Linked DNA regions of Mus musculus: all the other regions are linked to region 1. The links are chromatin contacts, called in public HiChIP or PLAC-seq and capture Hi-C maps. All regions are on one chromosome and are shown on one strand. Each heading gives the region's core, a stretch centred on a gene start, on an enhancer-like site or on the middle of the called end of the contact. The rest is flanking DNA. Distances are from core to core; before and after follow the strand shown.

Region 1 (2,700 bases), core at 127-2,626:
TGAATGAGAATCCAAGCCAGCAAGAGGGCTGGAGAGTGGTGGGTATGGAGCTGACAGTCACTCTGGGAGGGGCGTTCAGGAGGACCAGAAGGTCTGGAGTGAGGCTTGGAGCCCACAGTGGAGATGGGGTCTGCAGTCAGGTCCTCCTGACCAGTACAAGTGACCATATGGCACGGTTCTTCCTAAGAGGTCCCAGGGTGGCTTTGGTCATACACCATTGCCGGGCTCTGTCCACATCTGTAAAATGAGAACAGGTGTGGGTCTGCCACACTGTGAGCCCCGGGTCCAGACGTATGAGTTTCAGAGTCGCTCCTACACAAAGGAGCCCTAGGCGGGACAAAGCAGGCAGAAAGGGACGCCCCGGGGCGGGTGAGTTTCCTCTCTACGCCATTGGAGAAGCTGAGCACGGAGGCGGCGTGCTTCTGGCCAGGAGGTGACCCTGCAGCGCCACCGTGCGGCCGAAGCAGGCTCCTATAACCCGTCGAGGGCTTCGGGGATGCCCACAGCTGTGGTTATATCAACTAAGAAACAAGAACTGGCATTTATTGGAACGTTTGCTGTAAGCTAAGCGCTGTGCCTGCTGCACTTTGAAGCGAGTATTCTCATCTCACAGAAGAGGAATCTGAGGCCTGAGTGAACTGGTCTAAGAAACTCGGAGTGGAGAGGCCGAATCAGGCATTTCCCCAGCATTTTACTAGATACTTGGAAACCTGGTATGGGAAGTTTCCAAACCTGGTATGGGAGGTTGGAAACCTGGTACTGGCGTTTCCAAGTCCTCCCATCTTCCTAGGGCTGGCTGGCCCCTCCATTTCTGCTCCAGTGAGTGTCACCCACTTCTCCATGAAAACTGTATTCTGACTACAGAGATCAGAAGCCAGAGGGTTTGTCTTCTCAGACGTCCAGGAACCTTGGTAGAAAAAAGGGCCTTCAGGGCCTAAGAATTGAACCATGAAAACTGTCTGGTCCCCACTTCCTGAAGGGGTGAAAGGGTTGTAACGCCCCACACTGTGGGAGTTCCAGGTTTGCTCTGCCTCTAACTGCCTCTGTGACAGGGGGAGTCCTTCCTCAGCAGGACTTCAGCCTTCTGGTTAAAAGGGAGGCTTCTAGATCATGGTAACCTCTCCTCCCACCCTAAATTTTCCCTCTCCACAGCTGCTCTCTGCCCCACCCAAACCAGTTCGAACATTCCCGGCGAAGCCGAGGACTGTGACTTGAAAGGCCCAGGGGGACACCGTGGCCCCATTCCAGAGCTTCCTCTGAAGCTCTGGGGAGAGAAAGGCCTGGGGGCGGGGAGGGGGCTACATTATGATGACCTCATCCATTCTATGACGTCACCCTCTCTCCCACGCCCACTCCTCTCTGGTCAGCTGCTCTGCAAACAACCATCAGTACAAACCCCAAAGGCCTGGAAAAGTCTGCCCTCCGGTACCTGCTACGAATCTTCTGTCTCGGCCAACAAGAAGCACCATGAAACTGGAATTCACAGAGAAAAACTACAACAGCTTTGTGCTGCAAAACCTGAACAAACAGAGGAAGCGTAAAGAGTACTGGGACATGGCCCTGACTGTGGACCATCATGTCTTCTTCGCACATCGCAACGTGCTGGCTGCCGTCTCTCCACTAGTGAAAAGCCTCATCTCCAGCAACGACATGAAGACCACCGATGAACTCTACATCACCATCGACCCCAACTACCTGAGCCCAGCCACGGTGGACCAGCTCCTGGATTACTTCTACAGCGGCAAAGTGGTGATCTCAGAGCAGAACGTGGAGGAGCTGCTCCGGGGCGCACAGTATTTCAATACCCCACGCCTTCGGATTCACTGCAATGACTTCCTTATTAAGTCTATTCGCCGCGTCAACTGCTTGCGCTACCTCTTCTTGGCTGAGCTGTTCGAGCTCAAAGAAGTATCAGACTTGGCCTACTCTGGCATTCGTGACAACTTCCACTTCTGGGCCAGTCCCGAGGGCTCTATGCACTTCATGCGCTGCCCACCCGTCATCTTCGGTCGCCTGCTCCGGGATGAAAACCTCCACGTGCTCAACGAGGACCAGGCGCTCAGCGCACTCATCAGTTGGGTGTACTTCCGGAAGGAGGAGCGGGAAAAATACTTCAAGAAGTTCTTCAATTACATCAATCTCAATGCGGTCTCCAACAAGACGCTGATGTTTGCCAGCAACAAGCTGGTTGGCTTGGAGAACAACTCTGCCCACGCGACCTTGATCGAAAGTGTCCTGATGGACCGCAAGCAGGAGCGCCCGTGCAGCCTGCTGAGCTACCAGCGGAAAGGGGCCCTGCTTGACTCGGTGGTCATCCTGGGTGGCCAGAAGGCCCACGGTAAGTTCAACGATGGGGTGTTTGCCTATATCATCCAGGAGAACCTGTGGCTGAAGCTCTCAGAGATGCCATACCGGGCAGCCGCGCTCAGTGCCACTGCTGCTGGCCGTTACATCTACATATCCGGTGGCACCACTGAGCAGATTTCAGGACTGAAGACAGCGTGGCGGTATGACATGGACGACAACTCCTGGACCAAGCTACCTGACCTGCCCATTGGGCTTGTCTTCCACACCATGGTGACCTGCGGGGGAACAGTTTACTCAGTGGGTGGGAGCATTGCCCCACGCCGGTACGTCTCTAACATTTATCGCTATGATGAACGCAAGGAAGCCTGGTGCTTGGCGGGGAAGATGAGCATC
Region 2 (2,700 bases), core at 70-2,569, 550 kb before region 1:
TATCATCCATGGAGTAGGGGGAAGCCTGATGAGAGAAGTCAATGAAAGAAAAAGAATTAAGTTCAGGCACCCCGCAGACAGCTGGCAGCCATGCCCCACGGTGCCCCCAGGCAAAGCACGAGCGCCCACCCCCACCCCACCTGCCTGCCCCATCTCACATGTGCCAACTCCTGCTTCAGCGGTGGCTCCTCTGCCTCCCGCAGCTGGTCTTCTTCCACTTCTCTCTCTCCCTTGGCTCCGTCTGGCAGTTGATGGCTCTCTTGCTCCCCGTGCCTTCGTGTAAATTCACTCATAGCTTCAGCCCAAACCTGGTTGCAGTTCTTGGCAAAAATGAACTGTGCCCGTGGTATAAAACCTGACGGAGAAGATGTGTTAGTTCACGGCACGTTCTCTTCGAAGGGGACACCCATTCAGACCTCTATACAGACCTGTATACCCAGGGATTATGCTGGAGCTGAGCCTTTCATGCCCGCGCCTGGGAGGCAGCCTCCCCTTGGAGATCACAGGAGATCTTGGAGACTGGATGGGAGGCAGAAGTGTGCGGTGGGCAGGAGGCCAGGCTAGACCAGGAGGGCCTCGGAGTAGCTGACCAGTCACCTGCCCATAGGTCTGGCCCATGCTGAACCGAAGTAGCGGGCAGTGTCCGGTGTACCTGCAGCACAGGATCCATCCCATAGCTCTGAGTTGGACCCTACACCACCATCCTGACACAGGCAGGAAAGCCCCGCTTTGGTGTGCACTTGCAGCAAGTGCTTGTGTGTTTATTTTTACACGGGGTCTCACTCTCTAGCCTAGGCTGACCAAACACCTTTGATCCTTCTACATCCCCGCCCCATGCTTGGCTCACACGGGTCCAACCACTCCTGCCCCAGCTTGAGTCTGGAGGTCTTTATTTCTGTTCTTTGTCTCTTTTACCTACTGGGGACAGGACCTAGTGCCTTGTGTTCTAGGCAATCATTAAATCACTGAAGCGACTACATCCCCAGCCCTCTGCCTGGGTGTCCAGTCCTTCCTGCTTTTACCCTGTTTCCGTGGGGACCACAACACAAAGCTTTGTTAGACCTGGCTCTCACAGCCGCTAGATTCCCCTTTCCATACCATACCATTGACACACCCCAGTTCTCATCTTGACCCCAGTGTCTGTGAACTGGCTCCTAGATCCCAATCCCCATTCCCAGAAGCAAGCAGGGGAGTGCTCTGGGAGGAGTCTTACCCTGGAATATAATGCGGATTCTCGCCGCTGAGCCCTGGGATGGAAGTGTTGACCACAGCCATGGGAACTGGCGCAGTTCCTTTTATTTCCCTTCCAGGAGGGACTCTGGGCCCTGTGTACTGTGTCCAGGGCTATGGGGCAGGAGGGAGGGGGCGGGGCCGAGAGTTGGCGAATGAAGGCCCACCCCCCACTCCCTGGAGTGGGGATTGCTGGGGTAAAGCCAGCAGAGGTGGTGGAGAGGAGCTTCCTGGTCTTCCCGGAGTGGGTGCCGCTCTGTCACTTGGAAAAGGGCAGAGGCTGAGGGGAACAGCTGCGAAAGCCTCTGGGTGGAAGGCAAGAGGATGAGGCCAGCCTGGTCTACAGAGTGAGTTCCAGGACAGCCAGGGCTACACAGAGAAACCCTGTCTCGAGAAACAGAAAGAGAGAGAGAGAGAGAGAGAGAGAGAGAGAGAGAGAGAGAGAGAGAGAGAGAGAGAGAGAGAGAGAGAGAGAGAGAGAGAAAGAGAGAGAAAGAGAGGGAAAGAAAGAGGGAAAGGGAAAGAAAAAGAAACAGATAATTGCATTAATGCAAGGATTATTTACTGGATAGCTGCTATACTCCAAATCATCCACTCATTAATAACGTCTTGCTCGGCTCAACACCCTAAGGATGGCAGAACGTACTATGCGGAAGGAAGGTCCACAAGCCTCTGGCTAAGACTGAGCCGCTGGCCTCATGTGCAGCTGCGGATGATACTGTTTACCCTGACTGCCCTGGCGCCCAAATTAATGTACCAACGTCCTGGAGCTGGAAACAGAGGCCCCACACAGGCAGGGCAAGTCCTCTACCACCCAAGTGTATCCCCCAGGACATAAAGATATTAGCTCAGAAGAATGTGAAGCCAGAATTGTGGGGTGGGGGCAAGAACTGGGGCATGAGGCCCGGCAGGCTTTGACACCTATCTGAGGGCCTCATCCTCTTGGAGGAGGTAGGTACCTTAACTTTCTCTGGCCCCAACTTCTCCAAACTCCAGTGAGAAAGTTAAAATACCTGAGCTTACCAAGACTCTGAGGGTCAGCGGTCTCGAGAAGGTAGGTGAAAGGAGTGGTGACTAAGGCCTCACGAGGATGCCTCGGCTTCTGACACAGGGAATGTGGGTGAGTGGTAACCCTGTGAGGAGTCGGGGGTGTGCTCCCACTCAGAGGGTTCAGGGAAGGAGAGTCATGTAAGGATAAAGGATTAAGACCAGCAGGCAAGCCAACTTTACTTTTTTAAACAAAGCAAAGTTTTTAACAGTCTAGATTGTGAGCCTGGGCTTCTGGCACTCTTGTAGCTAGGAGGGGCCCTGTGGAATAGCCTTAGCTCCTCAGAAGGAGACACACAAGAGGAGAGGAGGTTGCTTTCTGGCTCGAAATGGCCCTCTATGTGATGATGGAACACTTGAGCAGACACCTTGAACCCTTGAGAACACTTCCCAGGGACAAACATCAGGGTGGACTAGATGGAT
Region 3 (2,700 bases), core at 185-2,684, 980 kb before region 1:
AAATGAAACCTACAACACTCAAAACACCTAATGGCCTCAAAACCTCTGGGTTTGTATATTTTCCTACACTTGCTAGTTTTTTGTTTGCTTTGTTTTTGTATGGGAAGCTCTAGTTTCTAACTAAATGGGCTGAGATGGCTAGGTTTTATTTTATGCTCTCTGAAAGATGAAGGTGGGGCTATAAGAGTCCAGAGACTCAACATAGATGCTTGGGGATAGAGATCTGTTTATTTTGAAGAGTTAAGCCAACTCTAACCTACAAGCTCTCAAAGCTAAGATACAAAGAATAAAAACAACTCGGATTCTAACTTCAGCGCCTAAAAATAAAAGAAAACCAACTCCTTTCTAGCCACCTCCGATCATAGCAAAAACAAAAATATATACACAAAGCAAAACACTAACGAAAAAAAAAGCCCCTAGTTAAAACTTCCGGGTGTTTACAACAGGTCTCCCACAGTGAAAAACTGCCATTTGAGAAGGGCATGACTTGCCCTCTCCCTAACAGCCCCTCACTACACGTAGTTCAGAAGATGCCAACTTCCCGCAGTGACACCGTCCCAGATCCACCGAGACCGGGCTGGATTCCTCAGATCTCCCTGGCCCGGCCTTCCCTAGAGTCTCAGGGCTCCTGAGGCCTTCACGTGGCCCCAAGTCCACGCCCACCGGGCCCAGTCGCGGCCTCGGGCTTGCAGTGTTTTCCCTTCTCAGGCTCAGGGTCTTCTGCGTGTGGTCGGCGACATGGCCGACCGGCGTGCCAGCGCCAAAGGTCTCCACGCAGGGAGTGTGGACCCCAAAGTCTAACTAGGCCGGGGCCGCCGCGCCGAGGGAGCTACTCAGGCGGTCGGGGCCTGCATGACACAGCACCATCTTGTCCAGGCTCCGACCCAGGCCCAGCGCGGACCCGACCTAGGGGGCGCGCGGGTGCACAGCCCGGCCTGAGGCCCTCCCTCGTCCCTGGCCTCTCCTTCCCTCTCTCTCCCTCCCGGCCTAGACTCTCCGACGCGGCCCGACCGGGCCTAGCCAGCACGGCGGGTCCCACGGTGCGCGCCCCCGCAGCCAGCGGGAGGGCGGGCGCGCGCAGACACTTACTCGGCTCCAGAGGCCATGGCGCGCGCCTCTCCCGGTCGGCGGCTGTGGCGGCCTGAGGGTAACGGCTATGAGAAAGGCAGGCGACCGACTAGGCCGGGGCTGGACTCGCTGAGGCGGAGGAGCAACAGCAGTGACAAACCCTCTGGCAGCCTCCCTCTCGCTTCCTCCCAGGGGCACCGGGGCGGCAGGCGGGCGGGCGGGAGACGCTAGCTCCTAATCCGCGAGGGGGGCAGCGACTAATCAAACGACGGCTGCAAACGCTTCACGGAGACTGAACCGAGAAAAGCCGAATCATCGGAAGGAAAGCTGCTCTAACCCCAACCAATCAGCGCCGGCCTTGGGACTCGTGCCCGCCTCTCCGTGCCTCTCCCCAGCAACCCGCAGACCGTAACCAATCAGAAAATTCGTTTGTGGCCTGGCCCCGCCTCAAGGCTGCAACACGCCTAGTAACGCCACGTCAATTGGCCGCAGCACTACGCTTCCTCGACGGATAGGGAGTCTTGACCAATCGACAAAGGCAATAGGCCATATCCTCTTTATCCCTCGGAGGAGGCCTCTCCTACTTGGCTTCAATTGATTGGCTCCTTAGTTTATAAGCAGCTGGAAGAACCTCGCACAAAGGCCTGAACCCTTATTAGTTTAGTTGGGTTGTAATAATAGCCCACATTGTTCATTTCTCGCCAATCCTAGGGATCCTCTTACTCCACCATACTAAAATCCTTCATGCTCCTTTAAAACACTGGCTCCAACCAAGGGCGTGGTTGATGGACTAGGTCTGTACTTTTAGTAGTTGGGAAGATGAGAGGCAGGAAGACTAATAGATGGAGATCAACCCAGGATACAAGACCATATCTTTAATTCTAGTCCCAAACAGTATTTCAATAAATTTTAAAAGCAATGTGGTAGTCCATGCTTTTAATGTCAGCACTTCGGAGGCAGGCAGCAACCTGTGACTTTTGAGTCAGCCTGATCTATTAAAAAAAAAAAAAAAAAAAAGAGTTCCAGCCAGCCCAGCCAGAGCTACATAGTGAGACCCCGTCTCAAAACTAATTAGATAAAATTTTTTAAAAGGTAAAATTAGCTGGGTATGGTGGTGTACATCCTAGATCCCAGTACTCCAGAGGCTAAAGGTAGATTGAAAGTTTGAAGCCAGATAATGCTGCATAACTAAACTCGAGTCAAACAAACAAACAAACAAACAAACCAAAAAACAAAAACCTAGCCCCACCTACCCCACCCCCTCTTCTTCTCTGGACCCCAGTTCTGAATCAGCACCCCAGCTCTTACTTCACCCTATTGCCCTTGCACTCTCTTGTAATCATGCAGGTTTTGCAGTTTCTCAGGCCTTGGGAGTACACACTCCTTACCATAGAGTATAAATATTATCTGGGGAGGGAGAGCACTGAGGTTCATGCAAGTCAAGGACAACTGCAGAACACTCAGAAATGCAGTCGTGCCCAAGAGCAAGAAAATCAACCAAGTGCTGTGACTTAAGGTCCTTGTGTCCCAAAAGACAATCCATTGACTTTCATTATAGTCAAAAGATGGTTGGTTGGCTCTGGTTGACTCAATTCACCCTTCACCTCCTACCCACACAGACTGACCTGAGAG

Evidence for each region. HiChIP or PLAC-seq counts read pairs in DNA pulled down with a chosen protein or histone mark. Capture Hi-C pulls out chosen DNA fragments and counts their contacts.
Region 2: a capture Hi-C map of macrophages shows a contact between it and region 1, with 3 times the contacts expected there. The contact joins the promoter of Fam166b here to the promoter of Ccin in region 1. A contact is called at or near these places in 1 of 115 datasets of contacts at active chromatin or transcription factors (microglia) and 2 of 9 other capture datasets (liver and macrophages).
Region 3: a contact with region 1 is called in an H3K4me3 HiChIP or PLAC-seq map of bone marrow-derived macrophages, with 8 times the contacts expected there. The contact joins the promoter of Vcp here to the promoter of Ccin in region 1. A contact is called at or near these places in 3 of 115 datasets of contacts at active chromatin or transcription factors (astrocytes, bone marrow-derived macrophages and memory CD8 T cells).

What each region holds. Positions count from the first base shown.
Region 1 is chr4:43,982,128-43,984,827 of GRCm38.p6, forward strand. It overlaps Ccin (calicin), which reads left to right and starts at 1,377. Exons shown (of 1, transcript NM_001002787.2): 1 at 1,377-2,700. The coding sequence starts at 1,468.
Region 2 is chr4:43,427,815-43,430,514 of GRCm38.p6, forward strand. Fam166b (family with sequence similarity 166, member B) reads right to left here and starts at 1,320. Exons shown (of 6, transcript NM_001369077.1): 1 at 1,214-1,320; 2 at 429-652; 3 at 159-355; 4 at 1-25. The coding sequence starts at 1,275.
Region 3 is chr4:42,999,073-43,001,772 of GRCm38.p6, forward strand. It overlaps Vcp (valosin containing protein), which reads right to left and starts at 1,435. Exons shown (of 17, transcript NM_009503.4): 1 at 1,090-1,435. The coding sequence starts at 1,106.